Linked DNA regions of Mus musculus: all the other regions are linked to region 1. Evidence: chromatin contacts called from public promoter capture Hi-C data. All regions are on one chromosome and are shown on one strand. Each heading gives the region's core, a stretch centred on a gene start, on an enhancer-like site or on the middle of the called end of the contact. The rest is flanking DNA. Distances are from core to core; before and after follow the strand shown.

Region 1 (3,843 bases), core at 523-3,022:
AGAGCACACAATATATTAAAGATGCATGTTGCTATGACTAAGTAACTTGACCCTCATGCTGTCTGCTCGCTCCACCTTGGCTATGCTGAGTGTACAGCAGGCTCTCTAAATAGGAGCTGACCCAGAACCAACTCGGAAGGACTGAACTTTGCAATATTATAATAAGAAGTGGCATTCAGATTTGTAAAGCCCATAATAGGGTGACTAGTCCCTTACAAGGAAGAGAGAGCATTGAAGGCTAATAAAATTCCATTTGAAACACTGTAAATGTGCCCTATACTATGCTATCTATGTCAGCATGATGCTAAAGTAATAATTTATTACTTTATAATGCTTTATAGCAATTTATTTGATGCAAAAGTTCAGCTAAATTTGTCAACACACCTAGTTATTGTAAATATATGGTAGTAATATAGGTTTATAAAATGTGAATTTTTTCTTTACAAATTTCCTTGGCCAACATCTAAATATTTCCTTATCCTATCAAAGGAGTTCTTGTGGCTTGACAAGTCTTATCTCCTGTGAGTGTTTCTGTAGCTCAAGCACTATAGAGTGATACAGAGAGCATTCATCTGCCCGCTCCGTCCATAGAGATGACATGCTAACTTGTGAGCCAATCCATATTTTTACAGGCAAAATATATACAAACACACTATCACAATGAAACCAATTACTTTGTGTGTGAACTTAAAATGCTAATAGAACATTTTTTTAAATTTGTCAACATAACCAAATTTGTCAACATACAACCATAACCTGTTACTTAAATATTACTTTTTTTTCATTTCTTTTGATGGTGTTATGTGTCTCCAGCATGATTTTATTATGTAAATGTCTATTTTATTTTTTAATTCGGAGGGGACAGAGAAGGAGCATTATTTTTTATCAAAACTCAGAACTCCTCCAGCGCTCTCACAAGCAGAAGGAAAGATGAGAATTCCATAACACACAAATGCCCTGCGTGCCTTTCAAGTTCAGGGCTGCACATTGTTAAATCATTGAAGTGCATATGCTGAGAAAGATATTGTTGGTTTTGTTGCCATAAAAGCCAACTGGGTGCTTAGTAGCAGTGACTGAATAGAAGCGCTTTTGACGCTGAAGTTACCTTGAGATGAAACCTGTTGAATCAAGACAACAGGAAGCAGCAGCGACAAGCAGACGGGAAGTATTTTCCACCCCATGGTTCTCGGATGCAACGCCCTTGCTTGAGATAAAATAAAAACATCAGAAACCCGCTCTTTAATCTCACCACTCAATAACGTGTCTATCATGCACAGCATTCAGAAACATTCGAAATGTAATTCAATAACAAGCCACTCCGTCCTTAGAGCAAAAGCTATGGGCAATCAGCTTGAATTCCTGAGATAGTCACTGTTCTGTTTAATATAATAATAATTTAAAAAAAAACCAAAACAAGCCATCTCAATTAAATTGCCAACCACTGTAATACCTCAGACTAATAGCAGAAAACAGGCTTATTTTAGAACATGTTGGAAGAGCAGTCTGTACTCACAGTGCGGGGCTTAAATCCTGTCCTGGAGATAAAAACGAGCAGCTTCAATGAAAGTGAGGTTAGCAAAAGTAGCCAAGCTGTCTTTCCAACCTTCCAACTTAACTCAGTATAAATTCACAGGCTTCCAAAAGGTATCTCACAGAAGTATGATTCTTTTCAAAACTCTCTAACACACTTTTTTCAAACACACTTAATGAAGACACACTTTAATTCTACAAAAAGCATATTAACCCCGACACTTACCTGTAAAAAGGAGAGATAAATTTCTCCAGTGTGCTGGAAGTCTTATATAGCAGTGCAAATGGACTGGGATGAACCAATTAGTCCAAAGGTTAGGCAAAATCAACAGTGACAACCTATGAAATCAAGCTTTCCTCATTTGTTGGATGAGGTCCCAGACGACTAGACTTAGGCAACATCTGGAAAACACTTCCATTAAGAAAAATGACTACTACAAAATAAAGTTAGATTTATTGGCCAAAACACATTTCTAATTTCTAAGTGAAGTGAACAAATTGTTCTGAGATGGTAAACCCTTCTGGAAGCTTTTGAGCAGTGTGCAAAGCAGCAACTCTAAACTCCTCAAGCTGGCGCCATTTCTTTCTCTCTTGGCAGTTAAACCCAGTGAGGTGCTTCTGATACAGCGCTAATGTTAGCTTGGGATGAAAAAGCTCATGAATTTATATCAATAATGTAACATCATGCTGCTGCTGCTGCTTCCTCCTCTTCCTCCTTCCTTCCTTGAATTCTCATTTCTTTGGGGCCCAGAAAAAAAAAAATGCTCTCCATTCACCTAAAGGTAAAATATCCACATATTGGGGTTTGAGGCTTCATTACCATGAAAAAGCTTGCATTAGAACACTATTGAAATTCATTCACGCTGACACCAGCCTGTAGTCCTATCTACTCTCTTTGGAGACTGAGGCAAGAGACTCACAAGCCTAGCCATTGGAGACCAGACTGAACATCACAGTTGGAGTCTGTCTCAACAAAACAAAACAAAACAAAACAAAAAACCCACCACCAACAACAACAAAAACAGCCACAAAATGAAAACTGTATTTCCCATAGTCCTTTTATTTAAAACCAGCAGTGTTTAGAAAGATCTTAAAACCAGCAGTGTTTAGAAAGATCTTTTACATTCCTAGTGTAGTTTCCCTGCCTAAGGAAGTGTATGCCAACAACCTTTCAGCTCAGCTGCAAGTTTTATTCCGTTTGCACATGAAATATCCTTGTTCGTATTGTTCTTATCTCACATAAATTCTCATCTAGGTCTCAGCACCTTCCAAATACTTGCCCAGTGTCAATCCAAGTCACATTTAAGATTACAGTCAACAAATGTAGTGTACTGTACTGGTATTAGCTGTCCATTTGTCTCTGAACACTAACAGATATTGATTTCCTGAAAAATGTATCTGTAGTCTACTGCTAACCTACTGCCTAGTGCTTCACCGAGATGGTGTGTGAACAAGACATGATTGGGGAGGTAAACTGTTCTAACCTGAATTTTGCCATCTAACTATATATTTAGTAGACATTGCATTTAATGATCACACAATACTTTTAAGTAGAAATATCATCATCTGTATTTCATAAATAAGATAAAATGACTAGCAAAGAATATGACCATCTTCAGAACCAAGAACCAAACCCATGACTTGGCATCTGAGTTCCCTCCTCCTTCTATGATACCCCACGCTTGAGTAAACCCATCACTTCAGTATGTAACCACTGTATTATATTTTAATCCTTTATATTTACATATGCGGACTTCTCAGATGAATGCGTAAAGAGAACATAGAGGCTGTCTGCTCATCCCCCTAGCAACAACCTCAGAACCCACGGAGTTAATTCCCTCAGCTTCTGGGCAGATCAGTCTCAGCTGATAAGACTGCGAGGAGGAATGTGAACTACACACACGTTGTTGGATCAGGGTCTCTTTCTCATGGAGACTTGGAGTTTGGATGCAGAAACTCCTGAATCCCTCTGCCCATAGAGATCCGTGGTGTGTAGATTTCTGCTCATGCTCTAAAGAAAGCTCTTCAGACACAAATTATGGGAATGATTGAAGCAGCTACAGGGAAAGAGTTCCAGAAACCTTGTAGACCCTGAATATATCTTAGTCTATAGCTCAACTCCCTGTTGTATATTTGTGGTAAGTGTTTCCTTTGGAGCTGAGGCTAAGGAAGGTTTTTGCTGCTTTAAAATCATTAATAAGTTCATATCATGTACATAAAAGGCCCTGATGGATGAAATTAGACTAAAATATATCTTGGTTCTGAAACTTAACAAATACCAGAGTATTTGGTAAGGGAGCAAGAGTGAGGTCA
Region 2 (3,738 bases), core at 221-2,720, 560 kb after region 1:
GAGCTCTTGACTCTAGCTGCATATGCATCAAAAGATGGCCTAGTCGGCCATCACTGGAAAGAGAGGCCCATTGGACACGCAAACTTTATATGCCCCAGTACAGGGGAACGCCAGGGCCATAAAAGGGGAGTGGGTGGGTAGGGGAGAGGGGGTGGGTGGCTATGGGGGACTTTTGGTATAGCATTGCAAATGTAAATGAGCGAAATACCTAATAAAAAATGGAAAAAAAAATTAAAAAAAAAAAAAAAAAAAAAGAAAACCTAAAGAGTGAACTGTAAGATGTCACGTGTCTGGTTTTCTCAGACCAAATTAAACTGGCTATGTGTTGAGATACATTCTGCAAACCTCCACAGTGGTCTAAGGTTGCAAAGCCCTGGGTTCCTTATTTCTACTTGTGCGTCTGTGTGCGTGCGTGTGCATGTGCGTGCGGGTGTGTGTGCGTGTGTAACAATAATTATTATAGGAAAAGACACCATCAATTTGAGAGGGAGTTGGGGGTGGCATATAGGAGGAGCTGGAAGGAAGGAAGGGGAAAGCCATACAGTTACGCTTTAAGTTTTCTTTAAGTGCTCCATAACGGACCCAGAGGGAAAACTCAATCTAAAGTACACCCAATCTATCAGGTTTACTTTGCTTGGCTGCGGCAATGGATGACGTACCATGCAAGTGTCAGTAAGAACTGAAAACTCTTGCTTCCTTTTCGGATGAGTGGGCTTCCTCAGTTTCCCCATTACTCAACAAACCCTCATGTCTAATTCACAAATTTCAGAAGCTTCATTGTTTTCAAAGTAATCTAAATTTCTTCTCGTGAAAACATTTTTCCCCTATAGAAACAAATAAGAGAAAGGAAAAAGATAACCTAAAACATAAAATCTAGGAAACACGGGGCTGGAAAGATGGCTCGGCCATTAAAAGCCAGGCTCCCATCCAAAAGTCTAGGAAATAGAAATAGAACGCTGTGACTGTTCTAACTCGGTGTGCTTTCCCTTGGTTTAGATGTCATAGAACCGGCGGGGGCGGTCACTTAGCCTCAGCTTCTGGTAAAATTCTTGAAAGAAATCCTAGAAGATCTTTTGGGGGGCAGGGTATTGGTGCTGTTTTGTTTGTTTGTTTTGCTGCACTGGGAGAACCCTTGAGTGAAAGGGTTTTCTCCATGCCCACTGCAGTTTCTAAGCCCTCGTCTGCAAGTTATTAGAGGTTTTGATTACCTCTGTCATGAAAAAGAGAAAAGGTAACCAGGTGACCACAGACTGCAATGTCGGGACTTTCAGCCTCTAGGTGGGAGCCCTGCCCTCATTCCTCAGAACAGACTTTCTCTTATCTCAGGTACCTGCCCACTAAAACCGGTTGAGGAAAGTTGAAAGTGGTTTGCTTAGATAAGCATCAAAGTTTGGGATGCCGATCTGTACCTAGGAGACCTTTGATCCTGTGCACTCTGGTTTAGAAATCAACCCGGAATGTTATCTAACAAGAAGGATTTGTCTCTTCCGCCTTTCTCTGGTCTCAGCGAGCCCGGAAATACCAAGAGCAGCCTCTGCGGTGCTTCAGAACTTCCACTTCCTGTTATGGAGGAAAGTCGAAGCGGAGAGACGCAAGACTGTCAACCGGAGAGAACAATCCACCACAACATCCCGATTAAATTTAGTTCAAATGCTCCCTGTTTACTTAAGCAGCCTATGTGCCCTGTTTTAAACTAAAAACGGGCAGGAAGCTTTCATATTGCTAAACTCGTGCTAGCTCTCTGGGGAAGCGGAGAGGATGAGACACCCCCTCCTGGAGCAAGCTCTGGGCTGTCATCCCATGTCAAGTGATCAGCCACTAACCTGACAGTGTGGCTATCGGTTCTCAAAGAGTGCATTAGAATCTTAGAATCATAGGGAGATGTGGACAAGAGGGAAACGCTAGGCCCGTACAATCCCTCTCCATTCCAGTGCCTGATCTATCCAGTATTGAGTCAAATAGCATCTCTAGCGCTTTCTCAGGGGATACCTAGTCACTGCTCTAAGTAGTTTTTAGTATAAATGCTGGAATATAGGGAGTTGTTGACCAGGGAGCTCCCAGAAGCTTCCCAAATAAAACAGGCTCTGCCCTTACTCTTCTTGCCTGAGAAGCTAGATGGTAAGAGCCTTTCACAAGAACAGCATACACAGGGCACAGAGAAGTCAGACGGGAACCAATCTGGACGCTTCCTCTCTATTAGTTAGCATTCATGGTAGCCGATGGTTCTATACTGTCTGCTAGAGAAAATTCATCTATGGCCTTTCCCAGCTGTGAGACCTGAAGGCTACAATACCCACCTGCCAGACGAGATCTGACTACTGGTACAATAGTGACATGGCTTTGAGAGCCGTGAGTGATATGACACTTTCTGACTGGCTCTGAAGCTGATCCACTGGTGGCCACCCATGTGCTTACTGGAGCAGTAAGCCTATGACTGCATTTGAAGAGGAAGCCGTGAAAACCTTCATGTTAAATTTTACCCTCTCAGTAGCAAAAGTGTTTTATGCCCATATCGACCACCAAATTGGGGGGGGGGAGGGGAGAGAGAGAGAGAGAGAGCATTCCCTGCATTCGGTACTCACTCTTCCCTAATATTTACCCTTTCTTGTTCTTTTTCTTCATTTTATGCTGTACCTACATATATACATATATGCTCAGGATTTTGAATGCCAGTTCTAACCATATGTTGCTTAAGTTGTAAAGACTTTAGTTCTGGTTGACTTTGGTATGCCACTTTTTTTTTTATTTAATTGCAAGGTCTTTTTTTATAATAAAGTTTATTTTATAAAAGAAAGTTAATATGTTTTCTTTGGAAATTGTAAACTATAAATAACGTTAGAATTTTTAACAACTATATACATGTGCATGAGTGCACACACATTTACACATATCAATATCTATAAGTCTGTTATATGCATAGCAGGGTCTTAATGTTTATTTACTGAACATATTAAGGTAGTTTTTAATTTATAAATGTAGAATCACAATGTGCGCACAAGTTGCTTTTTAATTGAAATATTTATCATTCAAATATTTTATTACTAAAGAATATATTTTTATATATAATATATATGTTCTTATAAATATTACATATACGTGTGTGTGTGTGTGTGTGTCTGGTGGGAGAGCACTATTACTACAGATGTTTTGATGAATCGACATGTGGCCAAACTGCCTTCTAAATATGCATTGTTTAGACCCATAGATTACTTCTGTTCTCAGCCTTGATTAAAGATGATTCTTTTTACAAGAGGTGACAGGTAATGCAGAAATGTGTAATTGGTCAAAGTGCTAAAATCAGCGACTGTTGAGTTCTCAGTCCTACACAGGACAGTTATAACACACACCTGCAAACCCAAGATACCACAGTGGAAGAAGGAGCAGAGGTATCCTAAGAATCAGAGGATGGGGAGGGGGCTATGAAACGAGGTATTCTGGGAATAGCACAGCCAGGACAACCATGAACACACCGCAACCGTGGTTGTCTGCACAAGACCTGCACCAAAAAAGACATGAAGGGCAAGGGGACTGGTTGGGAGTAAGAAGGGAGTGAGCAGAAATTGGATAGAACAAGAGCCTGAAGTGGGGTGAGTGTGACCATTTGTCAAGAGCCATCTGGGAAAGACTATACAGCAAGTGAGTTCTGGAGATGGCCTGTGACGGGTGAGCTCCGAGGCACGGTCTCAGGATTGCTTCTTCTTGTTGTTACGTCTTTCCTGTCGTTATTATATAGTCTAA
Region 3 (3,673 bases), core at 201-2,700, 960 kb after region 1:
TGTTCTGTCAATTAAAAATAATACCATTTCTTTTTTTTTAATATATTATGTATTTATGTGCTTTATGTGTTTTGTCTGCATTCAAGTCTCTGTGAGGGCATCAAATCCCTGGGACCTGGAGTTACAGATGGTTTCCATCTGTCAAGTGGATGGCTGGGAACTGATAAGAGTCTTCCGCAAGAAAAGCAGGTGACCTAAACCACTGAACAATCTCTCTGGTCCTAGTTACCATTTCTACAGGTTGTAATAGGTGCTATTGTCTCACTTTTAATCGTTAAATAGTTAACTCCCCACATAGGAATCCTAGTCCAAAAGCGGTTAAAAGGCCTTCAGTCGTCTTGTGGGGCCAGGCTTCTGACCTTTAAGCTAAGGAGCTAAGCAAATACTTTACCACTGAGATAAGTACATTCGTAGCCCTTAAGGGCTTTAGAACTTGCAAAAGACTGGTGGGGACAAAGTTTACGTTAAACTGGGGAAGGAAAAACACCTTCAAACACTCCAACTAGGAAGGACAATGAGAGAGCAAAACTTCCAGACAGCATTTCAAAGTAACAAACAATCACACACCGTCTCCTATGGTTTCCCAACAGAGGAAAAAAACCTGAGAACCTCCCCTCTTGCCTTAAACGCTCAAGACAGTCCGAAGCAGGCAACCTGAAAGAAAGATCAATTTGGGTTGTTTTTGTTTTGTTTTTCCAGTCTGCTCCAGTGTGCTTATTAGAAATAAAGTGAAGAGAACAAATAAGACTTCGGTGATAAACAAGTCCAGGATATATATATTTATAAAACTTGAGGCGCAGAGGATTCCCTGGCCATATTCCTTAGAGAATCTGAAATGCATCAAAGTGATACATTTGTTAGTAAAAGCCTAAAAAAAAACAAAACAAAACAGGTCAAAACTGCAAAACAATCTCCTACAACCACACCGCGCCTATTCTGCTATCCTTAACCTAGAGGCAAAATTGAAAAAGTGAAGAGCGTCCGGGTCGCAAGTTGTGGGGGGGAAAGTTGTGGAGAGCGGAGTCAGGACTCTACCTCAGGGGGCTGACAGAAAAGTGCTTCTGGGATTCATAAACTGCCTCGGCCCACCCCCACACAAGCCGCCATCGGTCCCCCCACCGCCTCAGGTCCAGCTGGAGCAACCCGGCCACACACTCCACGAGCCGGCCGACCTCCGACCAGCCCCCGCAGTCGCCCGGCCCAGACCTCAGCTCGCGGGTCCCGAGCCCGACCGACGTCCGGGTACAGGAGGCCAGCAGTGAAAAGCTGTCGCCCAGAGAGATGTCCACGCGCCCGGAATACCCTAACTTACCTGAGTCCGCGGCAGCAGCAGCCACAGCGACAGTGGCGATTCCCCGGACCAGTCGGACACCCAAAGCGCCTTCCCAGAGCCCGCTGCACACTGGGAAATGTAGTTCTGTACTCGGACCCCCGCCAGGAGCCGAACGCTCCAGGCAATTCTAGAGTTCTCGGCGCTCTGTGTGTGTTTCCTCCAAGGACCGGAACTGAGCACCGCCCATGAGGCGCGATGCCTCCTGGGTGTTGTAGTCTTATTTCGGTTCGGTGGCGGCCAGTGATGCAGAGGACGTACCGAGGAAACGGAACTCTTTTTCCTCATTGGACACTGTCCGCCACACGCTTCTGCGCAGTCTGTGGTGGCGTCGTAACGCCTCGGGGAAGGGGAAGCCGGCGAAGGGTCGAACCGCTGCCTCTGGCTTTCAGTTTTTCTGCTGACAGGGTTGGGTCACTGGAGCTCCGCCGTTTGTCTGTGGCACGCGTACAGCCTTCCCAATTGCTTCCCCGCCCTTGGATCCAGCCCTGTGTGCATTAACGTCTATTAACCCACTCCGCCGCGAGTCCCCTCCGCGTCCCCTGGCTCGGAGGCCGTAACTATGGAGAATATGGCGGAGGAGGAGCTGCTACCCCAGGAGAAGGAGGAGGCCCAGGTCAGGGTCCCGACCCGGGCCCCGGATTCGGCTCCGGTCCCAGCTCCGGCCGCAGATACGGCTCTGGACTCGGCTCCGACGCCGGACTCGGATCCAGCCCCAGCCCTTGCCCCGGCCCCGGCTCCGGCCCTGTCCCCGTCCCTAGCCTCTGTCCCCGAGGAGGCTGAAAGCAGTAAGTGCAGACGGCCTGATCTCTCTGCCGCAGAGAAGCGAGAAACCATGCCTCGCTGGGGAATAGGGGAGGCCCTTCTCCAGGGTGTTTTTTTTAATGTGGAAAGGCAAATTTAGAAAAATGGGAGGAGGAGGAGGAACCAGAGCGGCAGGTAAGAGTAAAAGGAATACAGCATGGAAAGGGATACTTCTTCCATAAACCTCGAGGATATCATCCTGAAGGATATATGAAGGCCAGGCGTGAGGCAGAGAAAAATAAACAATGAAATTAGTGGCTGTGTCCGTTAGTGTCTTTAGTAGTTTCCATCTCAACCCAGTCTACAATAGTTTTAAAACTTTCCACTGTGTTACAGTAATGGAGGTACTAAGGTAGTAGTAGATCAAGATTGAGAAACTGAAAGCATTTTTCAGTCAGGACTTATACACACTGATGGATTTGTCTCATTGCTGGAGTATACTTTGCTCCCGAGAATAGAAACTCCGTCTCTTGTATCTGCCAAATACTAATTGAGCTTTGTACTTCATTCCAAAGGACAACGATCGTGAAAACGTATAGCCCATATTTTTATTTTCTGAATGTGTTTATACATGTTCCGAGTGGTGGTTTTTCGGTTCATATAAGAAACATAAGACTGATAATTATTAGCATTTTAAGGATCTTCTTAACATTTTGCACAGCGGGCCTAAAAAAAAAAAATTCAACGAGTTTTGTTTTTTTTTTCAACAAATCTGTGGTCCATAAATGGATCTTTATACTCCTTCTGAATTATCGCGTGAGGAATTAATTCATATTTCTAGGCCAGTTGGGGGTTAAATGTACATAAAACAGTCATAATCTAAGAGAATTATTTTGCAGTTCTACAACCACATTCAAGAGCAGCAGAATTGATCCCAGGAAAGACAAAAATCATCCAGTAGACTCATCATTTGGGATCACAGCTTTTAGTGCAAAACAAGGCCTTTTCTCCCTCTACATACAACCTGATGGATAGGGACTTTTACACTGTTAAGGGAATAGCTACCACCCACCTGATCATGTTTAAATCGGACATAGTTCAGCTGTTTGGGGAATGCTTCTTTACTTCTTCACCATTTTAATGCCTTAAAATGCCTCATGGGGCATAGTGACTCCTCATGGTATGTATGCCTGTAATCCTAACACTCCAGAGATTCAGGCAGGCCTGGTAGCTTGGAGATCAACCTGAGCTGCCTAGGGAGACATTGTCCCAAAAGTCTGTCTTAGGGGAAGAGGGTTGCAAACATTTGATTATATGTGCTACAACAATTACAAATTTCTACTGTGAAGAATTTGTGCTGTTGAAACCTTTAAACACGCACTAATCCTTTGAAAATGTATTTTCAGATCTAGTTAGTCCTTTGAAGGCAGTAGCAGCTAGGCAAGATGAAAATGGTGATTCTGAAATAGAATTGAAATTTGAGGAAAAAGTAACAGAAGAAATTGTGAAAGAACCTTCTAGTATATTGGGTTTGTCTGATTTAACAGGTTTACTTTATTGATTATGAGTATGCTATTTAAAAAAAAAAAAAAAGGAGTG

Evidence for each region. Promoter capture Hi-C pulls out the DNA fragments that hold promoters and counts their contacts. Capture Hi-C pulls out chosen DNA fragments and counts their contacts.
Region 2: a promoter capture Hi-C map of liver shows a contact between it and region 1, with 2.1 times the contacts expected there. The contact joins the enhancer-like site here to the promoter of Prg4 in region 1. A contact is called at or near these places in 13 of 39 promoter capture datasets (3T3-L1-derived adipocytes, the C10 cell line, the HPC-7 cell line and 9 more), 1 of 15 datasets of contacts at CTCF or cohesin (stem cell-derived epiblast-like cells) and 6 of 484 Hi-C or Micro-C datasets (adipose-derived mesenchymal stem cells, cerebellum, cortical neurons and 1 more).
Region 3: a promoter capture Hi-C map of adipose tissue shows a contact between it and region 1. The contact joins the promoter of Swt1 here to the promoter of Prg4 in region 1. A contact is called at or near these places in 5 of 39 promoter capture datasets (the C10 cell line, cranial neural crest, frontonasal cranial neural crest and 2 more), 6 of 115 datasets of contacts at active chromatin or transcription factors (bone marrow-derived macrophages, embryonic forebrain, large pre-B cells and 2 more) and 2 of 9 other capture datasets (adipose tissue and liver).

What each region holds. Positions count from the first base shown.
Region 1 is chr1:150,464,393-150,468,235 of GRCm38.p6, forward strand. Prg4 (proteoglycan 4 (megakaryocyte stimulating factor, articular superficial zone protein)) reads right to left here and starts at 1,773. Exons shown (of 13, transcript NM_021400.3): 1 at 1,757-1,773; 2 at 1,106-1,204. The coding sequence starts at 1,181.
Region 2 is chr1:151,023,816-151,027,553 of GRCm38.p6, forward strand. No RefSeq gene overlaps it. Among named protein-coding and RNA genes, the nearest start is that of Gm36297, 30 kb to the right of the region's middle. Within about 2 kb of position 1,471, at least 90 of the 459 cell types and tissues checked have an H3K27ac peak or open chromatin away from gene starts, as enhancers often do. A contact at or near this core is called in liver, where this site is marked.
Region 3 is chr1:151,426,985-151,430,657 of GRCm38.p6, forward strand. It overlaps Swt1 (SWT1 RNA endoribonuclease homolog (S. cerevisiae)), which reads right to left and starts at 1,451. Exons shown (of 20, transcript NM_025819.4): 1 at 1,313-1,451. Trmt1l (tRNA methyltransferase 1 like) reads left to right here and starts at 1,558. Exons shown (of 15, transcript NM_026876.4): 1 at 1,558-2,118. The coding sequence starts at 1,893.